Linked DNA regions of Mus musculus: region 1 is linked to region 2. The links are chromatin contacts, called in public Hi-C maps. All regions are on one chromosome and are shown on one strand. The core of a region is the stretch at or near the end of the contact, and the rest is flanking DNA. Distances in the headings are between cores, read along the strand shown.

What was found. A called contact is a pair of places that touch in the nucleus more often than the background predicts.
Region 1: a Hi-C map of cerebellum shows a contact between it and region 2, with 2.0 times the contacts expected there. The contact joins the promoter of Aqp2 here to the enhancer-like site in region 2. A contact is called at or near these places in 1 of 39 promoter capture datasets (embryonic stem cells), 3 of 484 Hi-C or Micro-C datasets (cerebellum, nephron progenitors and pro-B cells) and 1 of 9 other capture datasets (liver).

What each region holds. Positions count from the first base shown.
Region 1 is chr15:99,574,994-99,581,831 of GRCm38.p6, reverse strand. It overlaps Aqp2 (aquaporin 2), which reads right to left and starts at 2,776. Exons shown (of 4, transcript NM_009699.3): 1 at 2,320-2,776. The coding sequence starts at 2,679. It overlaps Gm34765 (a long non-coding RNA gene), which reads left to right. Exons shown (of 5, transcript XR_875660.2): 4 at 3,015-3,258; 5 at 5,052-6,180.
Region 2 is chr15:99,314,856-99,321,716 of GRCm38.p6, reverse strand. It overlaps Prpf40b (pre-mRNA processing factor 40B), which reads right to left. Exons shown (of 26, transcript NM_001370635.1): 20 at 6,737-6,861; 21 at 6,431-6,526; 22 at 6,148-6,234; 23 at 5,817-5,994; 24 at 5,569-5,630; 25 at 5,337-5,474; 26 at 4,699-5,256. The coding sequence ends at 5,164. Fmnl3 (formin-like 3) reads left to right here. Exons shown (of 27, transcript NM_011711.2): 18 at 1-86; 19 at 215-283; 20 at 382-462; 21 at 552-681; 22 at 1,204-1,364; 23 at 1,631-1,732; 24 at 2,063-2,155; 25 at 2,463-2,586; 26 at 2,700-2,799; 27 at 3,345-4,505. The coding sequence ends at 2,791. Among named protein-coding and RNA genes, the nearest start is that of Prpf40b, 23 kb to the right of the region's middle. Within about 2 kb of position 4,201, at least 80 of the 459 cell types and tissues checked have an H3K27ac peak or open chromatin away from gene starts, as enhancers often do. A contact at or near this core is called in cerebellum, embryonic stem cells and liver, where this site is marked.

The DNA.
Region 1 (6,838 bases), core at 1,527-4,026, 260 kb before region 2:
AGCCCAAGGCAGGGAGGTAGATCCCAGAACCTCATCCCAGATGAGGATGTAGAGGTTTGTGAGAGGGAAGAGATATCATGTTTCAGATTTTGGGAAGAGGTTCCTAACGCAGCTGGAAGCTTTGAACCTGGTTGTAGAAAGTCTAGTGTGATCTCTAGGTCATACTGATACAACAGGATGCTGGGGGTGGGGGTTGTCAATCTTTCTGTGGTCCCGTGGTCAAGGAACTTATAGTCTGTTCCCCTCAGCTCTCTCTGTCTCCCCTCCACCCCTTGCATTCAGGCCTTGCTTCTGTCCCCATGGCTGCTCCCTGAATATCCTGTGGAGGCTGAGGATGCTGAAGGCGGAGCTTCCATACCCACATAGGGTACCTACCGTCCCTCTAGCCCCTACCGCAGAAAAGAAGAGAATTTGGGGCTGAGCTCAGAGGCCATTTCATAACCTGGCCGCACCCAGCGCTGCATTTCTCTCCGGGTTTTGTCATCCTGCGCCCCACACCCTGCCCTCTGGGACTGAGCACTGCACGGGGTGGATCGATGACAACTTTCAACTCCCACACTCCTCTAGGTCCTGAGCTCCTTGCATGGTGCTTCAAGGTCTTTCTGGGGTCTAGCATCGGCCTCTACTCTGCTACAAGCCTCTTAGAGCGAGGAGTCTATCTGCTGTGGTCTCGGTGTCTCATTCTGCACAAATGTGGACAATAAAACCAATCCTGGAAGACCGAGGGTGACAAGGACAAGCCTCTAGCCCCACTCTTGCTGGCAATGCTGCTCAGAGACTGATGGTGTAGGTGTGAGTCTGGTGTCACACAACCCCAGGCTGTCCCTGGATGATACTGTTTATTGCTTCCATGCTTTGCATCTACTGAATGCTGGATTAAAACCATATAGGGAAGGGGAGACCTCAGAACTAAACTTACAGTGGTCTACCAAGGATAGGATAGTATGTGGCTTGGCACAGGGACGCTATCCATTGGTGGCAGCTTCCTGGGGTCCAAACTGACTCTTGATAGCATCCTCAGAGAACACCTGACTGGTCTCTGACTAGCCTCAGGGCAAATGGGCCCTCTGATGCCTTATTCCAGACAGGCAGGGGCCCCTCTACCAGTTAAGGTGGGTCAATGCAGAGAAACGGCCTTTGGTGCTGAGGGTTGGGTAGGCTCGGATATGGTGGGGGAACCAGGGGTGGCTATTCTCCAGGGCTTTAGTGCTCCCAGCACCTTACTGCTAGAGAAAGCCTACGGTATGTTTTCAGGGGGTTCTTTGACTAGCTGCGTGTCTCCCTGTTGTAAAACAAGCTCATTTATTTTCTAATAGACATGGCTAACACTCCACCCCTCAGCAGGCCCCTTGTTCCTCTTTGGCTCTAGGTGTCCAGCCTCACCATGGTTTCTGATTTTTTGAAAAGGGTGCTCACTCACCCGAGGGCCTCCGTCCCTCTCATGAGCAAAGCCACGTGCAGAGGGGGGTGTGGGCAGGGCCAAGGGATTGAGGCAGGGGAGAAATGAAGGACAAGGAGGAGGCCTGAGAGGCACCTGCTTTCCTGGTTTGGGGTACAGAGTGCGTGCTGTGCTGAAGGGGTCCCCAGATTTCTAGATCTGCAGAGCGTGGAGACCAGGGCTTCACCCTCAACTCTCAAAGTGCCCCAGGTGCTGTTCACCATTATAACAGGAAGGCAGACTCCAAGAGTCTCTTCCAGCAGGCTTCTGCTAGGTTCTGGAACTTCCGATATTAACACATGAGCACATCTGATCTCCCGTCTCCCTTTCCAAGTCTGCTTCTTGGTTGGTGAGACAAAGCCCATATGGCACCTCAGATAGTTGGTTGAGGCAGAGATTATGGGTTTTGTGGTTGAATCAGGGTCTGGGGGATTAGCGGCGCTCCCTGCTTGGAACCTGCCCCCAGACACAGAGCTGTCAGCAGTTGCCTTGTGAGGGGCCCTATCCAGTCCTCCCATGCTCAGTGCTGCTGGGATGTCTCATCCCTTCCTCTCTAGATCCTTGCCGCTGCTCCCTGGAGTCCCCGAGGGCCCAAAGGCCTGTCTGTGCTAGGTTGCTGTGTCCTGCTACAGTCTAGCCTAGTCCTCCTATGGAGTCTAACAGAAACCGAGGCTGCTTTTCCTTGGTGGTGCTGGGTGGAAGGCCCCACACTCGATGCTCCGGGTGACTCTGTTGCTCTCCTTGGGTAGCTGTGTTCCTGGCCTTCGGCTCTCTGTTTACTCCCCCACCCCCCTGCTCAGAGTCTGTCCCACCCACCTCACCCCTCACAAGGGTTTTCAGTGTCTGCCCCTCCCAGAAGGGATGAAACTCGGGCTACTCACAGCATTGACAGCCAGGTCCCCGCGGATTTCTACAGGGGTAATCTCATGGAGGATGGCGGCCCCGGCCACGGCCCCCAGCAGCTGGGCAGCCACGTAGAAGGCAGCTCGAAGGAAGGAGACATGGCAACCCACCAGGCACGCCACAGTCACAGCAGGGTTGATGTGGGCCCCGCTGACATGGCCCAGAGCCTGAACCAGGGTGCCAATGCCCAGACCAAAGGCCACGGCAATCTGGAGCACAGAGGGTGGGGAGCTGGCCCACTGGAGGGCTGAGCCAAGGCCAAAGAAGACGAAAAGGAGCGTGGCCAGGAACTCGGCCAGCACCGCTCGGGAGAACGCTATGGACCGGAGTTCCCACATGCTGCTCGGCCTTCTGAGCGCTGGCCAGTGGTCTGGGCCACGGGGGTGGCTCTTCCTCCCTCCCTCTCTCTTTCTCTTCTCTCTTCCTCTGGGCCTCCGGAGAGGCTAGACTGTGGGCACTTATAGGGCCTTCCTATCGTAGACCTGGGCACGTGGGGTGGAGGAGGCGTTCCTGCCAACCCTGTGCTCCCCCATGGCGGACTTGCCCCCATCCCTGCTCCTGCCCACCCGAAGGCCTATCACCCCATCTTAGCTTTCACAGCTGACTAATGTTCTCCTCATTAATGGACTCCAGATAAGGATTGACGTCTCTGTTTTCCTCGTTTTTTCCTCAGTTACCCCATGGAGCTGCCTCAGGGCTGCCCCAGCCCCCACAATGACCACCAGCACCAGTTCCTGCAGAGGAGGCTGTGTCCAGTGACCTTCTCTTTGACTAAAAGGCTGGCCAAGGAAGGGGCAATGCCTTACCCCAAACTGTGAGGAAATGTGGGCGCTGCCTTTCCGCGGACTGGATGGTCTTTCTTCTGGAAGAGGATGGAAAACAACTGGCTGGCCTGGGACAAATTTCCAAGGCAAAAGGTCTTGGGCTTGCTTTCTTGCAGTTAATCACCCATAAGTCATTATGTTCCACCTTCACCCAGGAATCTCAGCCAGAGAGGAACTCCCATTGCCTGGAGCCAAAGGTGGCTTCAGTGGCCCTGGGACCCTAGCCCTGCGTGATAGAGTCACCAAGGTCAACTTAGGAACATGAGGGTTTCTGTTCTGCAGCACACACTCATGTCGTTGAGATGTGACAGTTCTGCTCTGCCTGTGTACATGAGATAATAAAACTATCTCATAGGACAGAGATTTGCATTAATATGGCTCCTGGTTCTCAGGAAGAACTCAGGTTTTGTCAGCTATTGCTCAGTGCTATTTGCATTTTGAGGCAAACAGGTCTCCCCCAAACTCAGAGTCTCCAAGGCTACAACAGGCTCTAGATACCATCTCGAGCTCAGAGCCACCCTTACCACAGGAGGAAGATGTTTCTGGAGTTGCAGCTAGCTCTCCAGGCTCAAGGAGGCCATGGTGCCTGCTAGTAACCTCTAGTCTTGGTGCCACTAAGCTTGGTCAGTGTTCTGCAAGGCCACTGCTGTCACAGCTCTGATGGCTGTTGAGGCTCAGAAGACGGACCTACCCTACGCCTCTTCTTTCTTTGGGGATCCAAAGGCAGGAGGGCCTACAGTGCATCCAGATGGCGGGCTTCTAGTCCTCCTGGCCAGCCACAATCCAAGGAACAGGAATGTGGGAGAAACCGATGATCGTAGGATAGAGATACTTACACTAAGGGGTGACTGAAGCCAAGGGAGGGCCTGTTACTCACCCAAGGTGCCCCAGAAGAGTGGTGGCTGAGCTCAGGCTAGAACCTAGAGAGGAGTGCTTTCCTGACACCCTCACTCCCCAGGCATGCTCTGAGCCCTGGTCTCCTCGCCCAGACAGCAATGGCAGTGATGTCCCTCCCATACATTTGTTTTCAGAATGTAGTAAGATGCACAAAAATCCCCCACATACACAACACGGGTCCATGCACATTTACCCCGACCCCCACATGACTAGCAACTCTTGCCATTAGGGGGAAAGACAAGAATGAGGAGGAAGAAACAATACATGACCCCAACAGAGGCCAGCTCAGAGGAGCCTCTGGGGATGTGGGCTCAGGTAGTACTCCCTGTTCAGGGTCCTCCTCCCCACTTCCATCCCCCACCCCTGCAATCCACGCTCTCCAGAAAGACTCAGAGGGAGGGTGGAAGAATCTTGCCTTGAGAAGGGTACCTGTGACTCTGTTTTCTTCTTCAACCATAGCACACCCAGAAAGGGTGGAGGGTATCAAGATTGGGCCTTGATGATACATACTATCTTGTATGTACTGTCTACCATACCCAGGGAATGTATCATGTTTTATCTTGATGATACATACTATCTTGTATGTAGTATCTTCCACCCTCCATGTGCCCAGTCCCTGCCTGGCTCAGGGGCACCTGGAAAACCCCCAGGCCATATTGAGCTGAACTGTGACAGTGGTTCCAAACCCACCGTTGACTATCGAGTTCCTGAGTGACCTTTGGTGAGCCACACACCCTTTCTGATCTATACACTGTGTATGATCATGAGAACAGCAGTCACTGGTTCTGACCCTAAACAGCACCGCCTCTAACCAACCTGGCGTCATGGTAGACCCATAATAGGTGTCGCTGCTTCTGTACAGCCCAGGAAACCACACACCAATTTGTGTGGTTTTGCCATACATCCACATTTCCACGGTGCGGGAGGTGTGGTTCTGTGGAAGAGCACTTGCCCAGGACATGGTAGTAAATCCTGGGTTCCATTCCCAGTGCCGAAAACAGCAGCAGCAGCAGCAGCAGCAGCAGCAGCAGCAGCAGCAGCAGCAGCAGCAGCAGCAGCAGCAACAACAACAACAACAACAACAACAACAACAACAACAAGTAAAACAAAAAAGCAAGGATGGGATCAGCCAGACCATGATAGCCATGGGTCTCATTTCACAGACTAGAACATGATGCCCGGAGACTGACTTCCAGGAGCGGTGAGAATATTCTGGTCTGATCCCAAGCCAGCGGGGAGGGGGAGTTCAGCCATAACCGCATGGTCTATGCCCCGGCTTTGTACTCAGCCTTCCTTCATGCCAGGGAAGCAGCAGCAGCAGCATCCCTACCGGAGGCCCAGCTGCGGCTGTGGGTTCGCATGCTCCCGGAGGCCGCCGCCGTATCCTCCCGTGTTTGCTTTTGCTTTTGTTTATCTTTACCCTTCCAGCCTCGCAAATTGTGGGTCACAGAACTGAATGAGGGGCTCACGCCAACCTTGGCCACGGTAAAAGGTTTCTGAATGCACAACAACAATCAAAATCAAACGTCTGATGGATTCCAAGCGTTCTTGGTGGGGTCAGCTGTGCTCCATTGTGAGACTTGACTGCTCAGCCTTGGTTCTGGACACAGCTCATGCACTTTGTAGGCACATGGGGTACACACTCCCCAAGGCCGGCAAACCCGGCCTGAAGCTCCTTGGTGAGATCTGACATTGTTGTGTTGTGACTTGCAGTGTTTTTTTTGTTTTTGTTTTTGTTTTTGTTTTTTTACTGTACGTAGTCAGCTTTTTGTGCTTATAGAAATGTGTTGGTTTAATTATGAAAATAGACCTTAATATTTTCCCACCGTTATTTCTCAGCATGTATCATGCTTGAATACCTGTAGATTATATCATGTTAGAATGTTTGATTTTAAAAATCTTGCTATTTGGGGGCTGAGGAGGAGGCTCGGTGCACCCTGATCACAGCCTGAAAGTGTGGCTCGTATCTGCAATCCCTGCACTTGGAAAGCTGAGGTAAAATGATCAGGAGTTCAAGAGTTCAAGACCAGCCTGGACTAATGAACAAGTTCAAAGCTAGCCCAGGCTATGTGAGACTCTGTTCCAAAACCACACATGCACAAATAAATTAATGAATTAAAAAAACAATAAAAGTTTCTGTTGGAGTTGTTGACTTCCATTAAAAAAAAAAAAAAAAAGAGTTGCTCAATGGATTTTGTCTTGTGATGAGGATAGAATTTCTGACAATTTATGAGCTGACTCTAAAGCTACTTTTTTTTGAACTACATATTTATATGAACCAGTGTTTCATATTGACCACCACGAAATCTAAATATAGAAAACACTGAAGATGTACATCTTGTAGTATCAAACATTTAGTCGGAAACTTAGTAAGTCTGTTCGTAAAATAAGTGGAGAGATCCTTCTCAGTGTGTGACTTTGCTTTTGTCTTTAATAGATGGTAACATCACATGTCTATCAAAGAAAGTTTTTTAAAAAGTACATTTCTTTGTGGTTTCTTATTAGTGTTTGAGATGTGTGGCTATTTCATACTCCTTCGTTCCTGGGGCTGCAGAAAACTTTCTCGGGCGCAAAGGGTTGTGAATGGGAGATACTCAAGCCATGGCTTGTCTGCCTAGCCATCCATTGAGCCATAGGAGGTTTAGGGAGCCAGCTCTGCATCTGTGATCCATTGCTCAATGGATTCTGGGCAGCAGCGTGATGTCTTGGATGAGTGGGAATGCACCCCACAGCCCTAAACTGTGGTTGGGAAGGACGTCTGATGGTTGAGCTTCCT
Region 2 (6,861 bases), core at 2,952-5,451:
TCAGCAAGGTGGAACGGCTGACCCAGCGAATGGCTGGCATGGCCTTTCTTGGCAACTTCCAGGACAATCTGCAGATGCTCACACCGGTACAGCCTCTTCCCTAATTACTATGCACTGCTGTGACCAGTCATGTCCACTGTCCTTCCTTCTGGCCTATGCCTTGGCTTTATCCTCCTCCCAACCTGGGTATCATAGTGTTCATCTTGTCTTTCAGCAACTGAATGCCATCATTGCAGCCTCTGCCTCCGTCAAGTCCTCACAGAAACTGAAGCAGATGCTGGAGGTTGGGAAAGGGAGTGCCTGGTGCTGGTGGGTCTCAAGTCCTAGGGCAGGGGGGTCCTGGGGCTGTTGTGAGCTGCCTGCCTTGCATCTTACCAACAGATCATCCTTGCATTGGGGAACTACATGAACAGCAGCAAGCGAGGTGCTGTCTACGGCTTCAAGCTCCAGAGCCTGGACCTGGTAAGATGGCAGGGACAGCATGTGCAGGACATACAGACCCTAGTGCCCAAGCCAGGGCGCTCAGTGCTGCCACCACCTCTCCCTTTCAGCTGCTGGACACCAAGTCCACGGACCGAAAGATGACCCTGCTGCACTTCATTGCCTTGACGGTGAAGGAGAAATACCCGGAACTGGCTAACTTCTGGCAGGAGCTGCACTTTGTGGAGAAGGCTGCAGCAGGTGAGGGTGCCCTCTTCAAGACGATCCCAGGAAGCTGAACAGGAGGAACACCCGGTCCATTTCTGGCTTTTGCTATCTTCTTTCTCACTACTAAATCTATGAGCAGGGGCAACCCCAAAGAGAGTGAGCCTTCCATGTGCTCAAGTAGGATCAGGTTTCCCTTAGCCTGGCCCAGAGAGTGTAGTTCTCTAATCATGTCTGTGATGTGATTAGAAAACCTGTAAAGCCCCCTACAGACAGATACACAGTACTACTGTTTCTGTCCTGCCCGGGTGGTGGGGGGGGTGGGGGGACGGGGACAGGACGGGGGACGGGGACTAGCTGTCTCTGGTTTTCCTTCCTTTGCTACCTTGTTCTTTGGGCCCATGAACTCTCTCCATTCCCTCCTACTGCCCGAGAGAGCCCAGCCTGCTTGACACAGACTTCTCTACATGTACATCCCTGAAGTCTATGCCAAGGGGACATGGTGGGACAAATGTGCTGTAGGCCTGGGTAAGCCTCAGCCAGGCTCTTGGTAAACAGTGTCCCTGGAGAACGTGCTGCTAGACGTGAAAGAGCTGGGCCGGGGAATGGAGCTGATTCGGCGGGAATGCAGCATTCATGACAACAGCGTCCTTCGAAACTTCCTTAGTACCAATGAAGGCAAACTGGACAAGCTCCAGCGTGATGCCAAGACTGCCGAGGTGAGTGAGGAACTGGGGTGGGGGGGAAACAAACATCTAAAGCCAGCACAGTGGCCACTTGAGGTAGGCATCCAACTCTTGGCCAGCAGTGTGGGCAGGTGAGGGGGTAGTAACAAGGGACTTTAAAGATAGCAGATATCCATGTCTGAAGCTATGACTTAGGAGGGGCTTGGGTAACTGGCTTTCCTCTCCTGGCAGCAGGCTTTGCTTTCTGTGGGCCTCCTCCCCACTGGGATGACCCCTCTGTCTGCCCTTTACTTACTCAGGAGGCCTACAATGCAGTTGTGCGCTACTTTGGTGAGAGTCCCAAGACCACACCTCCTTCTGTGTTTTTCCCAGTATTTGTCCGATTCATTCGTTCTTACAAGGTAAGTTGAAGAAACGTTTCAGGAGTTATGCTGGTAGAAGATGATTAGTCAAGAGCGAGCCTGGGCTTCAAGTCTGAGACTTTTCCAGTTCCTAAGGTCTAGGGAAGGAACCATGGAAGCTGGCGACAGGCCTCTAAACTGTGGACTGGTGGGCAGGGTGGGGGCCCAGGCCCTTCCTTTCATTGTTCAGAGCAGGAAGTACCCCTCCAGAGAGTGGCCACCTGGGGTTAGCTGGTCCCACTGCCACCCACCCTTCATGCTTAGTGTCAGGCCCTCCCTTCCAGCCTGTGAAAACCTCAAGCTCCTTCCCCTCTCTTGGTCCTATCTAAGGAAGCAGAACAAGAGAATGAAGCTCGCAAGAAACAAGAGGAGGTAATGCGGGAGAAGCAGCTGGCTCAGGAAGCCAAGAAGCTGGATGCCAAGGTGGGTGGGACCAAGAGCTGGTCTGGAAGACAGGACAGAGAATTGAGGATTCAGGGAGCAGGGAGCAAGGAGCAAGGAAGGACATGGAGAACCAAGACACACACACACACACACACACACTCTCTGTGTCTGTCTCCCTCCCTCCCTTGGAGTGGCTGACAGCGTGAGTCTAGAGGGAGGGGTAGACACCGATGGACAGGACACAGGGTTACTCTCAGCAGGGTCATCTTCAGCCTACATCTTGGGACAGGAACCAGTTGCTTTTGGGTTAGTGATGACTTCCTTCCCCTTGTAATATCTGGCTTAGACTCCATCCCAGCGGAACAAATGGCAACAGCAGGAGCTAATTGCAGAGCTGAGGCGGCGCCAAGCTAAGGAACACCGGCCTGTTTACGAGGGGAAGGATGGTACCATTGAGGACATCATCACAGGTGGGACGTTTGTCCACTGGGCCCAATTCCCAGAGCCTGACCTAATTCCCTTTGGTCCTGCTTCCTAGTCTGTTTTCCCATAAGACCTGATCACTGTCTCTCCTGGGCCGTAGTGTTGAAGAGTGTCCCTTTCACGGCACGTACTGCCAAGCGGGGCTCACGTTTCTTCTGTGATGCAGCCCACCATGACGAGTCAAACTGTTAGCCTGACAGGTACTGGGCACTCTAGCTGCCCTCTCTGCATGCCTTGGAGTCATCTTCTGGTAGCATCCTCCCAGTGATGGAGACACAGACTTTGCATGCTGCATGCTCTGAGAAACACAGCTTATCCCTGCATGGGTCCTCCCACTAATACTGTCCTAGCTACTAAGATCCAAGGGTTAAGGTGTCTCTGGGCCAGGGTTAGGAGCTAGGCCAGAGCAGGCAAGACCTAATGCTTTGGATGACTGAGGCTCCAGTCATAGACCCAAAGTATCTTGCTTGGGTCCTGGTCTCCCCTAAGAGTTCTAGTAGCTCCTACTCAGGGATAGATGTCCCTAACCTCTGCTTCTTGACATCTAGTTTGGCTTAATATTTTCCTGGGTGGCCTTTAGTTTCCTATGCTACCCTCTGAGAATCGTTCCAGCAGTTTTTCTAGCTGGCTCTCAAGCCTTCCTCTAAGAGCTTCCCTGACCTTTTCATGGCTGACTTCTTCCTCAGGTGCTGTCTTGCTCGGTGTCCCTGCCTAGTCACTGTTCATGCGCTTGTTTTCCCCACAGGCTTTAACCACCAACGCATGGTCGTTCACAGTCAAGTCAGGAGTGCTGTACCACCCAGTGGCCCTCCTCGAGCTCCAGGTCCCCACTGAGATCCTCCTGGAGGCAGAAGTACCTTAATTCTCAGAGTCCTGCAGATCTGGACAGTGGGCCCAGGGCCCAGCAGAAGGCTGTGTTGTTCAAGCTCCTGCTGCTCCAGCTGAGGCTGGCTCGTCCCTGTGCCACTGTGGGCACTAGGTCTATAGGGGTCTGACATTTCCCTAGTGCCCCCCATAGTGCACTTTGCCCCAAGTCTTCAACTTCATTTCCTGAAGGGTCAGTTCAGGGCTGGGAAAAACCACTTCCGGCTTCAGCACACGAGGGTACACAGCCCCCCTCTTCCCAGGGTCTAGTGGGATCCTAGAGGAGGAAGTACATCCAAGAAGAAATACGGGTCCCCCCACCCCGCCTTTGCAATCCCACAGTCAGCTCTGGTTTAGAGAGTATCCACACTAATGGATCCCTGGACTCTGCCAATATTGGATAATCTTTGCCTGGGCCCACTCTGCTGAGCCCTAGTAAAAAGGGACAGAGGAGCAATGGCAGGCCCACTGGCTGCCTGCGTCTTCAGGGTTCTTTTGTTGCTGTTCTGCTCTCCTAGACCCATGTCCCACCCACCTTGGCACCCATCTTCTTGGCTTCCTGAGCCAGCTGCTGTCCTGCATTGCCTCCTGCTCCACTTCCTTAAAACCAAAGGATTGTGGAGGAAGACCTGTGGCTTTCAAAAGTGGAAAAAGAAGGGCTAACACTTAACATGCAGAGTGGGTGGCAGTGGGAGCAGCTGACCCCTGGCGGTCTCCCTCTGGATGGGCACTTCCTGCTCCAAACAATGCAAGGAAGGGCTTGGACCCCACCCTGCCTGCTGTCTTCCCACTGATTGAAGAGCAGAGGCACTGTCTGTCCCAGCTCCAAGACTGCTAGAGGAAGGATGTGCCGCAATCTCACCTTTCCTCAGCTAGGTGGACTCTGGCCCAGGAACAGGCAACAGAGGATCTTCACAGACTATTTGCTCAATTCCCTACTGGGCTCTGACCCTGGAAGGGAATGCAGGGGCACTTTGTTTTGTATATGTATCTTTTCCTTTCTTGTACATAAATCCCAGACCTCTCAACAAAGTCTTGCACCAAGCTGTCTTCTCTTTGTCAGAGTGGCCATGAGGATATGAGTTTGGGTGGGAAGTGTTTTCCTCCATTTCAGGAGTGATGAGCCTAGATGGCAGGGGAAGCCTGGCTGGGCTTTAAACACAGGGAGGAAGCTGTCAGAACTGGAGTGCCCTCTGCTGGTCCCCAGTGGATAGTACATGAAGAGGACAAAGGAGTTGTAGATCATGTTATAAATATTATTTAAAAAACAAAACAGAACACATACATCGGGTCCCAGGGGAGAGGAAGTAGTGGTGGAGCCCCAGGGCCAGGTCAGGCAAGAGCAGGCACTGATGCTAGAGGGTGAGGACCCTGCCCTCGGCCACCCAGGCTGTGTCCAAGCAGCCTGTCTCTTTCCTGGAGACCCCTTCTCACACTATCTACTGGCATCACCCACCCCGTGGTATAGACTGCCCATCTCTGGTCTGGGGCTGAGGGCAAGGACTGCACTAGTCTGAGAACTAGGGGACCCTTGAACACCAAAAGCAACCTTGAGAGGTGCTAACAGTAGTGTGTTGGGGGTGGGTTACTTTAGGAAAAGTGGACACAGACCAGACAAGACGAAGGAGTCTGAGGCAGATGCTGAGGCGACCCTGGAGCCACTGCCTCACGAAGTCCAAGGCAGAAAGTAGCTCGTGGGGTCATTGGTGGTCGTCCAGCTGCTGTAGGAGTGTCCGCCTTCGCCTCTCCAGCTCCCCCTCACTCAGCTCGCTTTCTGACGTGTCCCAGCCTGTCTGTTGAGCAAAGGTGTGACTTACCTGAGCCCCCTAGTCTGTGTCACAGGCTGGGGCGAAAGCCAGGTCCTCCCATTCACCTTCTCCTTCTTGATTCCGAAGCCTGGGGAACGGTTAGGGAGCTCTGCCTGCCGGGGTTCCCTGTCCTGTTCCTGTTCTCTGTCTTCACTCTCCTTACCAGCTTTGTCTTCGGGGTCCGTCTCACTGTCAGGACTGGTCTGTAAGAGTTCAGAGCCCATCTCAGCAGTTGAGCGGCACAGCTGGGAGGCAGGTGACATGACTGCAGAATCTCAAGACGACTCCTCCACTCACCGACTTGTGTCTTCTTTTCTTGGTTTTCTTTTTTGGTTTCTTGGTTTTCCGAAGACCATGATCTATAGGGTTTAAAAAAAAAAATCTACGCTGAGTCCCATCGGGAGAAGGCAGCTCCTTGCCTGGGCAGAGATAGGAAGTCTTGCTCCACAGTGAGGCCCTCCCATCCCAGTCAGCCCTCAGCGGTCTGGGATTTGCTGTGCCTCTATCCCAGCACTCTAGTTCCCGGGCTCCTAGAAACTGCTTACCTGACCCAAGAAGAAGGTGGGAAGATGGGGAGCCTGGTCCTCCAAGAGCAGCACCCCCACTTTCAACTGAATCAAGTGAGGAGGAGGGCTCAGAGCCAGATTCTGAGGGGTTCCGCCTCCTCCGCTTGGGGGGCCGGAGGGATGGTGGGGGCAGCTCCTCTTCATCTGACTCAGAGCCCTAGGCAGAGGAGTAATACTGGTCAGCCCAGAAGCCCTCATCTAGGAACTGGGGACAGGGAGTTCAGAGCCAAGGAGGTAATGTATGGGGAGAGGTGTTTAATTTGTATGAAACAGTCCAGCCTCACCCATGTCCCTCTACCTGCCGACTCACTGAGGGTGAGTGTGAACGCTTGCGATGGTGTTTCTTGCCCTTTCTGCCATGCTTTCGGCCTTTGGTGTGGAGGTGCTGGCATTCAGTCTGCTAGAGGCAGAGGGAGAGGTGAGAACCTTGCCTTCCTGTCTCAGCTAGGGCCCTCTGTCTATTCTAGGGCACCCTCAGTCCTTCCCTTCTTTAGCTGGGCAGGTAAAAGAGCCTTTACGGTGACAAGCTATTGAAGGTCTCATGCAAGCCTAGAGTTCAAAGATACATAGATCAGGGTGGCCAAGTGCCTTACCTCCAACACCTGCAGGAACTCTCGGAAGAGCCGGATCCGCTCCGACTCCAGGGTGATCTGCTCAAAGGCTGAGTCGCACACAAAGCGCTCACGGACCTTGAACGGGGAGAGCACTGCTGATCAGACCAGGCCCTGCCTGGACCAGCTTGGACACCGCCACGAGAACTGGGCAGGGCTGGGGCAGAGGAAGGAAGGGAACTGGAGCTGGCCCAGGGCTTGTGCTGTGACTGGGGTGGGCCCTCAGTGGTGGAGAAGCTCCGCTGCCCTCAGGCCTGAGGGTGATTGGGGCCAGGCTGTGCTTCTGACCTCTTCCCAGGCAGTGCCCAGCTCCAGAGCAGGCACGGCCTGCCTCAGCATGCTTCGAAAGGCAGCTTCTCTGCGCCGCATCCTTCGGGCCTCCTCCTTTTCCCGTTCCCTCTCCCGTGCCTCTG